Linked DNA regions of Mus musculus: region 1 is linked to region 2. Evidence: chromatin contacts called from public promoter capture Hi-C data. All regions are on one chromosome and are shown on one strand. Each heading gives the region's core, a stretch centred on a gene start, on an enhancer-like site or on the middle of the called end of the contact. The rest is flanking DNA. Distances are from core to core; before and after follow the strand shown.

The links. Promoter capture Hi-C pulls out the DNA fragments that hold promoters and counts their contacts.
Region 1: a promoter capture Hi-C map of hippocampal neurons shows a contact between it and region 2, with 3 times the contacts expected there. The contact joins the enhancer-like site here to the promoter of Colec11 in region 2. A contact is called at or near these places in 6 of 39 promoter capture datasets (the 3T3-L1 cell line, 3T3-L1-derived adipocytes, the C10 cell line and 3 more), 2 of 115 datasets of contacts at active chromatin or transcription factors (embryonic forebrain and epiblast stem cells) and 1 of 9 other capture datasets (adipose tissue).

What each region holds. Positions count from the first base shown.
Region 1 is chr12:30,002,337-30,008,984 of GRCm38.p6, forward strand. Pxdn (peroxidasin) reads left to right here. Exons shown (of 23, transcript NM_181395.2): 17 at 1-1,088; 18 at 3,380-3,514; 19 at 4,190-4,398. Among named protein-coding and RNA genes, the nearest start is that of Gm15691, 54 kb to the right of the region's middle. Within about 2 kb of position 2,150, at least 79 of the 459 cell types and tissues checked have an H3K27ac peak or open chromatin away from gene starts, as enhancers often do. A contact at or near this core is called in hippocampal neurons, where this site is marked.
Region 2 is chr12:28,618,610-28,624,631 of GRCm38.p6, forward strand. It overlaps Colec11 (collectin sub-family member 11), which reads right to left and starts at 4,721. Exons shown (of 7, transcript NM_027866.2): 1 at 4,625-4,721.

The DNA.
Region 1 (6,648 bases), core at 900-3,399, 1.4 Mb after region 2:
TTCTCTGACGGCCAGCATTGCAGCTCTGTGTGCAGCAATGACCCTCCCTGTTTCTCGGTCATGATCCCCCCCAATGATCCCCGGGTGCGGAGTGGCGCCCGATGCATGTTCTTCGTGCGATCGAGCCCCGTGTGTGGCAGCGGCATGACGTCCCTGCTCATGAACTCTGTGTACCCTCGAGAGCAGATCAACCAGCTCACCTCCTACATCGATGCCTCCAATGTGTACGGCAGCACAGACCACGAAGCCCGCAGCATCCGGGACCTGGCCAGCCACCGTGGCCTGCTGCGTCAGGGCATTGTGCAGAGGTCTGGCAAGCCCCTGCTTCCCTTTGCCACCGGGCCACCCACTGAGTGCATGCGCGATGAGAACGAGAGCCCGATACCATGCTTTCTGGCCGGCGACCACCGTGCCAACGAGCAGCTTGGCCTGACCAGCATGCATACGCTGTGGTTCCGGGAGCACAACCGCATTGCAGCAGAGCTGTTGAAGCTAAACCCGCACTGGGATGGGGACACTGTCTACCATGAGACCCGCAAGATAGTCGGGGCAGAGATACAGCACATCACCTACCGGCACTGGCTGCCCAAGATCCTGGGGGAGGTGGGCATGAAGATGCTCGGTGAGTACCGGGGCTACGACCCCAGTGTCAATGCTGGCATCTTTAATGCCTTTGCCACTGCAGCCTTCAGGTTCGGTCACACTCTGATCAACCCTCTGCTCTACCGGCTGGATGAGAACTTTGAGCCCATCCCTCAGGGCCATGTGCCCCTCCACAAAGCCTTCTTCTCGCCCTTCCGGATTGTCAACGAGGGGGGCATCGACCCACTTCTCCGAGGGCTGTTTGGAGTGGCAGGGAAGATGCGCATTCCCTCTCAATTGCTGAACACAGAGCTCACGGAGAGGCTGTTCTCCATGGCCCACACAGTGGCCCTGGACCTGGCTGCCATCAATATCCAGCGAGGCCGGGACCATGGCATCCCACCCTACCATGACTACAGAGTCTACTGCAACTTGTCGGCTGCTTACACCTTTGAGGACCTGAAAAATGAGATCAAGAGCCCTGTGATCCGGGAGAAACTGCAGAGGTGGGTATTGGTAAACTGAGGCACCTTGATAGGTATGTAGATGTCAAGAGACCTTGGCTGTGAACTGTGATGTCACCGTCTCTAGGTTCAAGCTTCAGTGGTGAGAGAAATCTGTGGTGACTGAGATTGGACAGCCTGTGGTCTGCTGGCCAAGATGCTACATACAGAGCCAGCCTAGGGTTGGGGTAGTCGTGTTTGCCCACCTCTTTGTGCTCAGGAGGTAGACTTTGTAAACTGTAAGGAGTTTTCTGTTGAGATAGCAGTTATACTTTCCTAGCTGGGACAGTAAAGTCACATGGCAAATGGGCCTCAGACTGGCCAGCCTCCTGGGCCTGGCTCTCCACCTATAGTGTGACTCATGCATGAGTGGCTATTGCTCATACAAGAGGAGAGCTGGCCTGGGAGCTGAATAACAGATGTGGAAGTTTCATGGGAGATGAATAACCCACCACTCAGAGGATAGAACTGGTCTGCTCGGGATTTGGTTATCTCATCTAGGGCCAGGCTTCTTCGGACCTTCTGCCTCCTAGGGGCTGTTCAGACCTGAGGCGTGCAGGAAGGTCTCCCTTGTGAGATACTGCAGTTTCTGAATGACAGCTGCCTCCCTGTGCTCCAGTGCACTTACATAATGGGATTTGATTATTGGCGAGGGAAGCACGCGAGTTCTCCACGGGGACAATATATCTTTTTGTCACCGTTATGCTTAATTGGGATTTATGCTCACTGACTACTTCATGGGGCATCATGTCCCCATCCAGATGGCCACGGATGGCTTTCCCAGTTCATTTTTGCTTTTGCTTGCCAAAATATTTCAGAACTTCTTGGTTTCTGGTAATCTTGCCACTGCTGCTGCTGGAGATGGTGGGCCTGGACCAGCTGTAAGGGGAGAGACCTTGGCAAAGACACGACGCATGCACGCGCACGTACACACATACACACATACACTAGTCATTTATTCTTTCTGTGAACTAATTACAAAGAGGAAAAAATGAGATGTGACTGGGAGGAGAGCTGAATGGCCATGAAAGCCTGGGCTGCCAGGATTTTCAGCAGGCCTTGGGGAACGCAGCTGTCGTCTACTGTCCTGGCAGCCTGTTGAAGTTTTACATTTCAGGGCAGCCTGGAGATGAAGACGTGGGCTGAATCTGGGCTTCTCTCCCTGGTGGGGTCCACAGGCTACCCCCCCTCCGGGGGGGAGGCTCTGTAGTGCCATGGAGAGCATCCCCAGCAGACCTGAAACATATCCTTCAGCCTTCTGCTACCCCTTTACAGACGGGAGGGCAAAGAGCAGGCATCCTGAGGTGACACTGTCATCTGGTGCCCGCGCAGCAAAGCCAGCAGCCCTCTCTGTCCTCATGGCAGGTGACTTCCAGTAAGGCCTGGGAGGCTTAAGGCCAGGGTGCTTGTCCCTGAATGTCAGTGACCACAGTTTGTGCTTGGACAAGCTAGATGGCAGCTTGATGAGAGTAGATTTGATGGAAGAGGAATGTTTGTCATGTTGGGAGATGAATGTATGTCTTTTCCGATAGATTATAGGGTGCTCCACTGTCGCTCCAAGCCTGGTGGGGAATGGAGGGTTGGGCGTAGGGGTTGGAAGATGTTATTTCAGACTCCAGCACAGTCTCTTGCAGCAATTGGAACCAAGACTACCTGGTGCCTTGTAAGCTCTTAGAAAATTGCACAAGGCTAGAAAACAAAAGTCTTTTGGCATTGCTGGTTCTTTCTGTATCTTTCTGTATGGGCATACATATTCCCAGGGCATGGAGGACCTAAGAGAATGCTTGTTAAACATTTGATAATGTTTAAGCTTCATGTTAGATATCTACCCTATTTAATTAACCAGCATTTCCATTGACAAATACATTTCTCTATACTGTAGGGTTTAATCTTATTCTTTTCAATTAGACTATTCATTGTTCTTATACTTAAGGAAAAGGATAGGTGTGAGGAGATAGATAGGTTGCCTCATGAACTTGGGTGATTCTCCCTGGAGCACAGGAAAGAATTATGTCTTAATTTTCTTATGTTTTTGGCTTTCAAATCACTTATAAGTAAATATATATATATATATATATATATATATATATATATATATATATATCCCTCATATATACAAGGAAAAGAGGAAAATTCTTTAAAATGTGATTAAAGAAGATTTAAAGAAATAGCAATGAGCTCTCTTTGTCCAGGAAATGTCTGGAGGATGTATGGGGGCCTTTTTCCTGTTTGCAGTGTTTCATATCCCAGGCAGCTATGATGAGCACACTCAACTTTGTCCTTGTCTATTGCAGGCTGTATGGCTCGACTCTCAACATTGATCTGTTCCCAGCCCTCATGGTAGAAGACCTAGTACCTGGCAGCCGCTTGGGGCCCACACTCATGTGCCTGCTCAGCACACAGTTCCGACGCCTGCGGGATGGAGACAGGTGGGTGCTAGAAAACCTTGTCTTACACTGTTGGTGTGGATCTGGGGCAGAGAGGACCTGTGCTTGCTTAGGACAGGGAGAGCCCCTTCCCACTTGCTGCCCTTCAGATGGCTCCGTACCTCCTCAAGGCTGCCTGGCACCTTACCCTTTCAGGCTAACACACCTGAGTCCCAGGTACCATTGGCCTCTGGAGCCAGTGAGAACGGATATATTTCCAGGAGCCTTTTGACCATCCCAGGCAGTACCAGGATTAGAGCATTGTTGTTTGTTTTGTTTGGGTTTTTGAGATAGGGTCTCACTTGTATAGCTTGGGCTGGCCTCATGCTCAGATGTGCACCCTAACAACTTTACTGAGACTTGAGGCTTTTGGCAAGATGATTTTTTTTTCTTTTTAATAATGTTAATTTACTTTAGGAAATGGGAAAGAGGCCAAAGAATCAGCTGAGGAGTTTAGTTAGAAGTTTCACTATCCATCCTTTTGTCAAGAGTAGCCATCTTCTTGCTGTTTTCTCTCATTTATTGGGTGGGAATTTGAACAATGGTGGCTATATACTTTTTTTTAATTCCTGCTAACTGAATCCATGATTTCCATATTGGCTTGAATCCTTGTGGCTGACATTCTCCCTGCCCTCTGCTGACCCCACTGACCCTGCTCTTGTCATCCCCGGAGTCCAGGTTGTGGTATGAGAACCCAGGCGTGTTCTCCCCCGCCCAGCTGACTCAGCTCAAGCAGACGTCCCTGGCGAGGATCCTTTGTGACAACTCAGACAACATCACCCGTGTGCAGCAGGATGTGTTCAGGGTGGCAGAGTTCCCCCACGGTTATAGCAGCTGTGAGGACATCCCCAGGGTGGACCTGCGAGTGTGGCAGGACTGTTGTGAAGGTACATGCTGCCAGCACCCTGCCCTGCCCTCACTGTGTCCCCATTACTGCTGCTTTGCCTGAGAACGGGGAAAGTGGCCTTTGCCCCTCGTTGTGGGAATTGTTTGTGATTGCTTTGCTTAGTGAACGGTGACATGGTCTGAGGGAAGAATGTCCAGTTTTATCTTTTATTGTAAAAGCACCTAGCCTTGAGCCTTAGCTATATAGGTTGGTAAGTCCACGCACTCTGCCTCTTGATGAACGTAGGAGGCACCCAAGGCTAGAGGGTTGCTTTACCCTGTAGATGTACACTATAAAGTGTGGGTGGAAGTTCAGTACAGAAGATGCTCACACCAACCACTGAGCCAAGTGTGGTCATAAACTCCATGCGCTTAATGTCACATTTTGTCCTACTGTGAGTACAGTGCACTTCTCGATGGCAGTTATCACCGCAGATGTCTCACGTTAAGATGTCACTAGAAGATCTTTTGCAGCCTCGTTCTAATCTTAGTCTGCACCTTGTATCGAACAAAATACTATGCAAAAGAGGACAAACCTTGAGTGAGTTTGCATTAGCATAGCTAGCATTTAACCTATTGAGCAGCTTCATGCGAGTGCTTGTGCACTGAGCCCCGTGAGTCCTGCCCACAAAGGATAACAACCAGCCCCACCAGGAAGCACAGCAAACGCGCTATGCAATGCCGATGCCACCCTGTAACTTACAGGAAGGAGCTAGAGGGTAGCCTGCAGGTGTGAGAGGTCTTGATGTTAGCTCTGGAGAACCTAATAATGGAGTCTGCGCAGTACGTTCCCGTCAGCCTGGGCAGGCCTGCTCCCGCCATGTCTGTCCATCTCACAGAGGCCACCAGCACAGCCTAGCAGCCACTGGCTTCTGTGGTGACTATTCTACAGTCTCTTTCCCACTTTACATTCTTGAGTTCCTCTCTTGGTTAACCTCTTTTTCCAGTTTCTAATTGGACTGCAATTTTGGCTTTATTCAAACTATGATCAGAGCCCCATAGATAATAAAGCTGGGGACATTGACAGCCTAAGCCAAGTGACATAGTGTTTGTGGTGAGAGGAGGGCTCCAGAGGACGGATGCTCCAGGCACTCACGGTTCTCAGCCCTGCCCTACCCATTGGACCCTGAACAAGATGGGCCACGTAAGGCTGGAAAAGCACACAGAGTTCAGAACTGTGGTTATTTTTTCTGCTAAAGTAGTCACTCAAGATAATTAGTAAGTACTAAAATCGGGCTGGCTTTGGAAGCTGCATTTAATATCCTAAGAGGGTGCTTGGCATGGGTGCAACTGTACATGAGTGTGTATGACCATGTGGTTTGTCCAAAGTGATTGTTTTGCATGCCTTTCTCCCATATGTATATATTTGTGTATGTGTGTATCATGTTCTCTCCCTCTCTTCCATCTCTCCCTCTCTCTCTCTCTCTCTCCTTCTCTCCCCCCCTCTCTCTCTCCCTCCCTCTCCCTCTCTCCCTCTCCCTCTCTCTCCCTCTCCCTCTCTCCGTCATCTCTTCCTCTCTCCCTCCCTCCCTCTCTCCCTCATCTCTCCCTCTCCCCTCTCTCCCTCTCTCCCTCTCTTCCTCTCTCCCTCATCTCTCCCTCTCTTCCTCTCTCCCTCTCTCTCTCCCTCTCTCCCTCATCTCTCCCTCTCTCCCTCATCTCTCCCTCTCTCTCCCTCTCTCCCTCTCTCCATCATCTCTCCCTCTCTCTCCCTCTCTCCCTCATCTCTCCCTCTCCTCCTCTCCATCTCTCCCTCTCTCTCCATCTCTCCCTCTCTCTCCCTCTCTCCCTCTCCCTCTCTCTCCCTCATCTCTCCCTCTCTCCCTCTCCCCCTGCACTGTAAGAAGGACATTGTGGTTACTGTGTACCTGATCCTAAATTACTGCTATTCTTGAGATCACACTCTAGGAACTTAGATCTGCTTCCCCTTCTTTTTGCTTTAAGTCTCCCAGGTTTTTCCAGTTTAAATACTTTCCTGCAAGGATAGCATCATTCGGCCTGTAGCAGACTGTTATGTTGTCTTGGAAGTAGTGTGCAAGGCCGGTTCTTACTTTCAGATACGGAGCCTCTATTTTCTGATAACAACACCAGGACCCTTTCTGCTACAGAAGCTGAGCCAAGCTTCATTCTTTACTTAGAAGTATCCATGGTTCTGGAAGGGATGTCTCTGAGGCAGGCGTTGTCTTGGCTTGTGCCTCTATTCTAATCCATTGTCCCAGCTGCTACAGAGACTCAGTGACCAAGGCTCTTGC
Region 2 (6,022 bases), core at 3,471-5,970:
CATGACGTTTGTGCAGGAATAGAAACCCTGACTAAGACACCAGTCAAAGGAGACAGACAGGGGCTGGAGAGATGGTTTGGTGGATAAGAGTACTCTGCACTTGCAGAGGACCCAGGTTCAGTTTCCAGGACCCCCATGGTGCTGTAATCTCCCACTCCAGTGGGACCAAATGCCCTCCTCTGGCTTCTGTGGGCACTGTGCATACACGCATGGAGGTGTACACATACAAGAAAACAAAGAAATCTTTTTAAAAAGAGGCAAAGGGATAGACAGATAAACCAGAGGCAGCAAAGAAGAGCAATCTTCCCCTGAAAATAGAGGCAGGGCAAGATTGCCTGGACATGCATGTGCTGCTATCCAGAGACAGAGTGGGGGATGGGGAATGGGGAATAGGGAGGTGGGAGGGGCGTCCTGGTGAAGCATCAAGAGGTGCAACCTCTGCACGAATGGAGCTTGGGGAGAAGTTACCTGGCCTTGTGAGCACAAAGGAGAAAAAGCCCCCCCCCCACGCCCCGAACAGAGTGAATAGGCAGGGCTGATGTCACTGTGAAACCTTTGGGGAGGGGGGTCTCTCAAAACAACATGGAAGCTTTTGATCAGGACATAGCTTTGTAAGAGAGCCACTTGGCTCCTCTTTGGGGCCTGTGTTTATTGGAATAAATGGGAGTGAGGCGGCCAGACTAAGGAGACCACAGTATGCAGTAGCATGGGCTTGTGGGGACACAATGGCAGAGGCGAAGAAGAAAGGCATAGTTGGGGTGTGTTGTGGAGGCAAGGCTGATTGGTTTTCACTGGATTCCATGGGAAACATGAGGTCATGGCCAGCTACGGCTCTGGAGAACAGTGTTGGAGCTACCCAGAAGAGAAAGCATGGGGGAGGGAGGGGTCAAGGCTAGATTTGTCTTTCCAGTCAAAGAAGCCGATGGCGCTCCCATGGCTAACAAGCTACAAAACTTGGGTGGGCGGAGCTCTTAACTCAAAGCTCAAGATGCTCTGCTGCCCACCTTGACTAGCCCACCAGCCATCCAGTCATCAGAGGCAAGGGACGAACATACACAGCCAGTGAGATCATCCTGTTCACCTCTCCACAGAGAACAGAGCAAGGCAGTGAGGGCACAGATCAAGTCCCAGGAGCCTTTGTGACCTGCAGAGCCCCCTATCTGCCTGTGTTGACACCCATTTTAATAACACCAAGGCCCTACTACAGTTGCTCCCAACGATGAGTTCTCCCCAAAGTCTGTGGAGTCAAGAGCTCCACAGACATAAAAGCTGCACCTGGTGATGCATCAACTGTCCCTGCAGTGTGACTGGACACCATCTGAAACTCCTCCTTGGGCTCTGAAAAGAGTCCCCACAAGAGACAATGTAAGAAAAGGCTCAGTGACAGTAGAGAATAACTACCCACCTACGCAGAGGTGGGGCTTACGAACGGGAGGGTGCAGTTAGCATTGAAGGGTAAAGCATAAGCAGAGGTGAAGCTTAAGGATGGGGGAGCAGGATTGAAGGATACAGTACTTATGGTATAAACCAAGAGGGTTGCACTCACTCTCACTGACTTTATGCCTTGGGACCTTGCTGAAAGTCCAGAGGTATATAATGGAAAGCCGCCTCCATCCTTCAAGGACTCAGGGGAGGAAGACCTTGTCTAGTTCAAACCACAAAGACAAAGTCCTGAACCTGCAGAGCACAGGCTCTGCTGATCTCAACACTGCTCTGGTCTTAGGAGGCTGGGGTTTGAGGCTCAGCTCCCACTCTCCAACCTCCCTCACTCTGACTCTGAGCTGTTGGTGATTGACAATGTCGTTCTGACAATGTCGTTCGTTGGTCCTTGGCATGCATACCCATGCTTGGAGGGAGATAGCACGAAGCTCTGGCAGTCAGAGGTTAATTAATGAGATGCTCATTCCTGCAAGAGTCGAATCCTCAAAAGCTATGAGGAGCCAACAGGCAGAAAACCTGACTGCATGAAGAAGGGCTTAAGGGGAAATGGTAGCCTGTGACAGCACCACGCTCCTACTGATCTTCTGCTTTTAGTTAGAAGAAAAACAAATCAAGGCAGACTGCAAAATCAGGATTGGGAGCAGAGGATGGCACACAGGGCTAGGCTTGTGGGGTGGGGTGAAAATACACACGCCTATGAGCGAGAGGGGGAAGAGATGGGGGGGAGAGAGAGAGAGAGAGAGAGAGAGATCTGAGAAAAATCACCATGAACAGGAACCAGCACTCTCCAGAGAGGCCTGGGTACCCACAGCTCAGCTCCAGCAGGGATGCGCATGCTAGAACACTGTCTAGACGCCCTTCTAGCTTCTCATTTTTAAGAGTTACCTACACATGGCTACATGCATAAATGCATGAGAAATATAATGCTAAGCTTACACGGGACTCTGCAGACCCAGGGGTTGTCACACATGGATTATTGCTCTGCTGTCGCTGTCCTGAAATTTCCAGCAATTTAGGAAACAAGGGAGTGCAAAGCCTGTGGGTAAGCACGCTTCCCCCACAGTGCTCTTAACTCAACAGCACTCCCCTGTTACCTAAGCAGCTTCCTTTTCTGTAGAGCTACAAAGGAGATAATAAGCCGGGTATGGTGGCACACAACCATCAGCCAGCACTTGGGAAGCAGAATATGAAGTTCGTGAGTTCAAGGCCAGAGATACATAGTAAGGTCCAACAAGCAAAAATGTCGGGGTGGGGGGTGGGGGTGGAGAATGATGCTAAAGAGATGGCTCAATGGTTAAGAACATGCACTGTTCTTGAAGAGCACCCGAGTTTGTTTCCCAGATGCTTGTAACCCCAGCTCCAGGAGAGCCGTTGCCTCTTACCCCCCACTGACACCTGTACACACATGCACATAGGAACAGACAGACACAGACACACATACATAGTTTTTAAACAACTCAAAAGGCTGGGCATGGTGGCCCCTGCCAAACACATGAGAGGCAGAGAGGATTCCTGTGAGTTTGAGGCCAGCCAACACTATGAAAGGAGACCCCATGAAAACAAACAATCAATCAATCAAAGCGATGCTAACCCTTGCTGCACCCTCTGTCGGTTAGATTAAAAACTGCTCAGATGTTTGTTTTTCTCCATGCTCTCGGGATGGCACAGGAATGTATTCCATAGAAACAAACGCTCCTCCAGAGACAGCAGGCATCCAGCAAGACAGTCATCACTTTCTATCCCATGAAAGTCCTAAGTGTGGCTTTACAAAAGATCAGGCCACAGCAGACAAGCTGTGACAAGGAAGAACAGAGATGAAGAATACCCCGAGCTGGCTCCTCCTCCTCTCTCACTGACTCTCCTGCCTGTGTGTCCTTACCCTCAGTTCTATCTAAGCTAGTGGGTGTGATGGGGCCCTGTCCTCCAACTTTCTCAGATTCTGCCCCAGACCTGGCCCAGAACAGGGCAGGTGGTCACATAGAGGTTGGGTGGGGGGAGGTACCATGTCCACCAGGAAGTACTGGCTTGTGTTCTGGTCCGTTGCCTCTCAGGAAAGGAATTTGGTTTTATAAACGGAGACTATGCAGCAAGCCCAAAATCTTTTTAAAAACAACATCCTTATCTCTTAGCCAGGGCCCAAAGACTGGGGCCCCACTTCCATCAAAGAGACAGCTTTCTGGGGAGAGATTAAATGTGGAATTCACAAAAGAAACAAGAATGAACTGGCAGCAGGCCAGGGGGAAACACAGTAGCCAAACACATCATGACGTGTCCATTAAACACCTACAGTGAAGCCCTGGATCTTGCAGACTCTGAACTATCTGCTGCGAACGGTACTGTCATTTGGAAGCCTCCTCTGTCCTAAAGTGACACTCCCACCCCCCGCCATGAGGCTACAGGGAGGATCTTACCAACACCATGGTAAGGAGACATCTGCCTGTTCTCCTTCGTCTTTGGCACAGATGTCTCAAGATTGGAGAGAAAACCAAATGTGAAGGTTTGGAGCTCTGCTCTCCCAGGCAAGAGTGCTTGTCAAATCAAGTTCCATTCTGCCAAGCAATGGCTTACAAATTTGACCATTTTAATATGGAGCTGCTAGCTGGGGCCACTCAGACACAGCAGCTAGTCCCAAAGCCTGGTGTCAGGGCACAACAAGCAACTGCCCTTTGGAGTTACTCCCCTTTCCAGTGTTGGGAGGCTCTGTCCACTGTTAGATGGCTCCCCTGAGGGAAGTGTACCTCCCTCCTGGTCCCCTCCCCACACTACCTAAAACCACAGCTGAGTATGTCTTGGTGTTGTAGGTCCCTGAACAGGGCTTTCTTAGCTGTCAACCCATAAATGCTGCCCACTGCCAGCCTGGAGTATGTCACTCTCTCAGGTTGGAGTTAGAAATGATCTATGCAAACTCCAGCTCTTAAATAACCTGAGTAACTGTATTTCCATCATTCTGATTGACCAGAATCTGCCTCTGCTGGCTTCTCGAAGATTCCACCTTTAACTCTGAGCTAAATAAATTTTAGAACTCTAGCGTCTAACTTACTGATCAACTCCAGGATACTGAATCCCACTTTGCCAAATTCCACAGCCTGGGTCTACCCTCCAGCCCTGTTTGGAAATTTGCCCTCCTGCCTGTGCTCGACACCTGTCCAGTCCTGGCCTAGTGTCCTGGGGCAGCATCTCTTACCTGGATGCACACTAGGCGAAGGAGCTGTCCTGACAGTCACCGGCTGGCAGAGACACTGCTCCAAGGAGCCTCATGGCTGTTATTTACAGAGACCAGCTGCAGTCCAGCTCAGAGAGAAACCCTGCCTGGGATGTCAGACAGCCCAGCGAATCTGCTGGAGGCTGCAGCCTTATCTGCAAGAGCTTCCTGCCTGAAACCATCAGCTGTCCTGCAGGGCCCTGTGGAGTGTGGGAACTCGGCCCCTGCTGCCAAAGGGGTGTCTGGGGAGCCCAGCCAACCCCACCCCAAACATTCTCTCTCAATTTTGGTTTTCTTTCCTGTTTTGCTTTCTTTTCTTTTTCTTCGAATAAGTGCATGTGCCAAACATGGGGGTGCATGCCAGTAATCCCTGCATTCTGAAGACTAAAGCAGGAGGATTGCTGTGAGTTAAAGGCCAGCCTAGACTATGTAGCAAGTTCAAGGCCAGCCAGGTAGGAGTGCATACTGAGACTGTGTATGAATCTCTGCATACACATGCACCTGCTTACACACACACACACACACACACACACACACACTACAAGTCATTCCCACACAGCAAGCTGGAGAGATCAACAAGAGTTCTGTGCTATAGCAAAACAGACTCCAAAAGCTACCCACTGTGGAGTTCCATCTATAAAATACTCCTGAGAGAGCTGGGCAGTGGTGGCGCACGCCTGTAATCCCAGCACTTGGGAGGCAGAGGCAGGCAGATTTCTGAGTTCGAGGCCAGCCTGGTCTACAAAGTGAGTTCCAAGACAGCCAGGGCTACAAAGAGAAACCCTGTCTTGAAAAACAAACAAACAAACAAACAAACAAACCAAAAACAAACAAACAAACAAACTACTCCTGAGAGCCTGTTAGGAGGTTGATCGGGGGAGCACAAGCACGCTAACACCCTCAAAGAAACAACAGTCGTCCTCCATCAGGGAAGCTGTACTGCTGGCGTGTAGCTTCAGGACAACTCTGTAGATCCATGAGGGAAGAAGCCAGATCAGTCAAACCAACTTCACGATCAATGGAGTGTGTGATGTTGCAGCCATATTGCCCTTACAACCTGTTCATATAAGACTCTTAAAGTGATAAAACTATAAAAATCAAGGACAGATCAGTGATTGGCTAGGACACTGTGTGCCTCAAGGGTGACATGGCTTGGCCTGCTTATGTTGGAATCTGGGTTGCAGTGCTGTGCCAGACTTTCCACTGGGGAAACTGGGCTCAAGGGAACCCTCTGGAATGTTTTCTACAACTGCATGTCAATCTATAATCTCCTCTAAATAAAGCTTAGCTTTTATGTTTTGTTTCTCAAACAGAGCCTCATGTAGCTCTCCTCAAAATCAATAGAAATGGCTTTAGCTCATTCACATTTCCGAAGTTCAC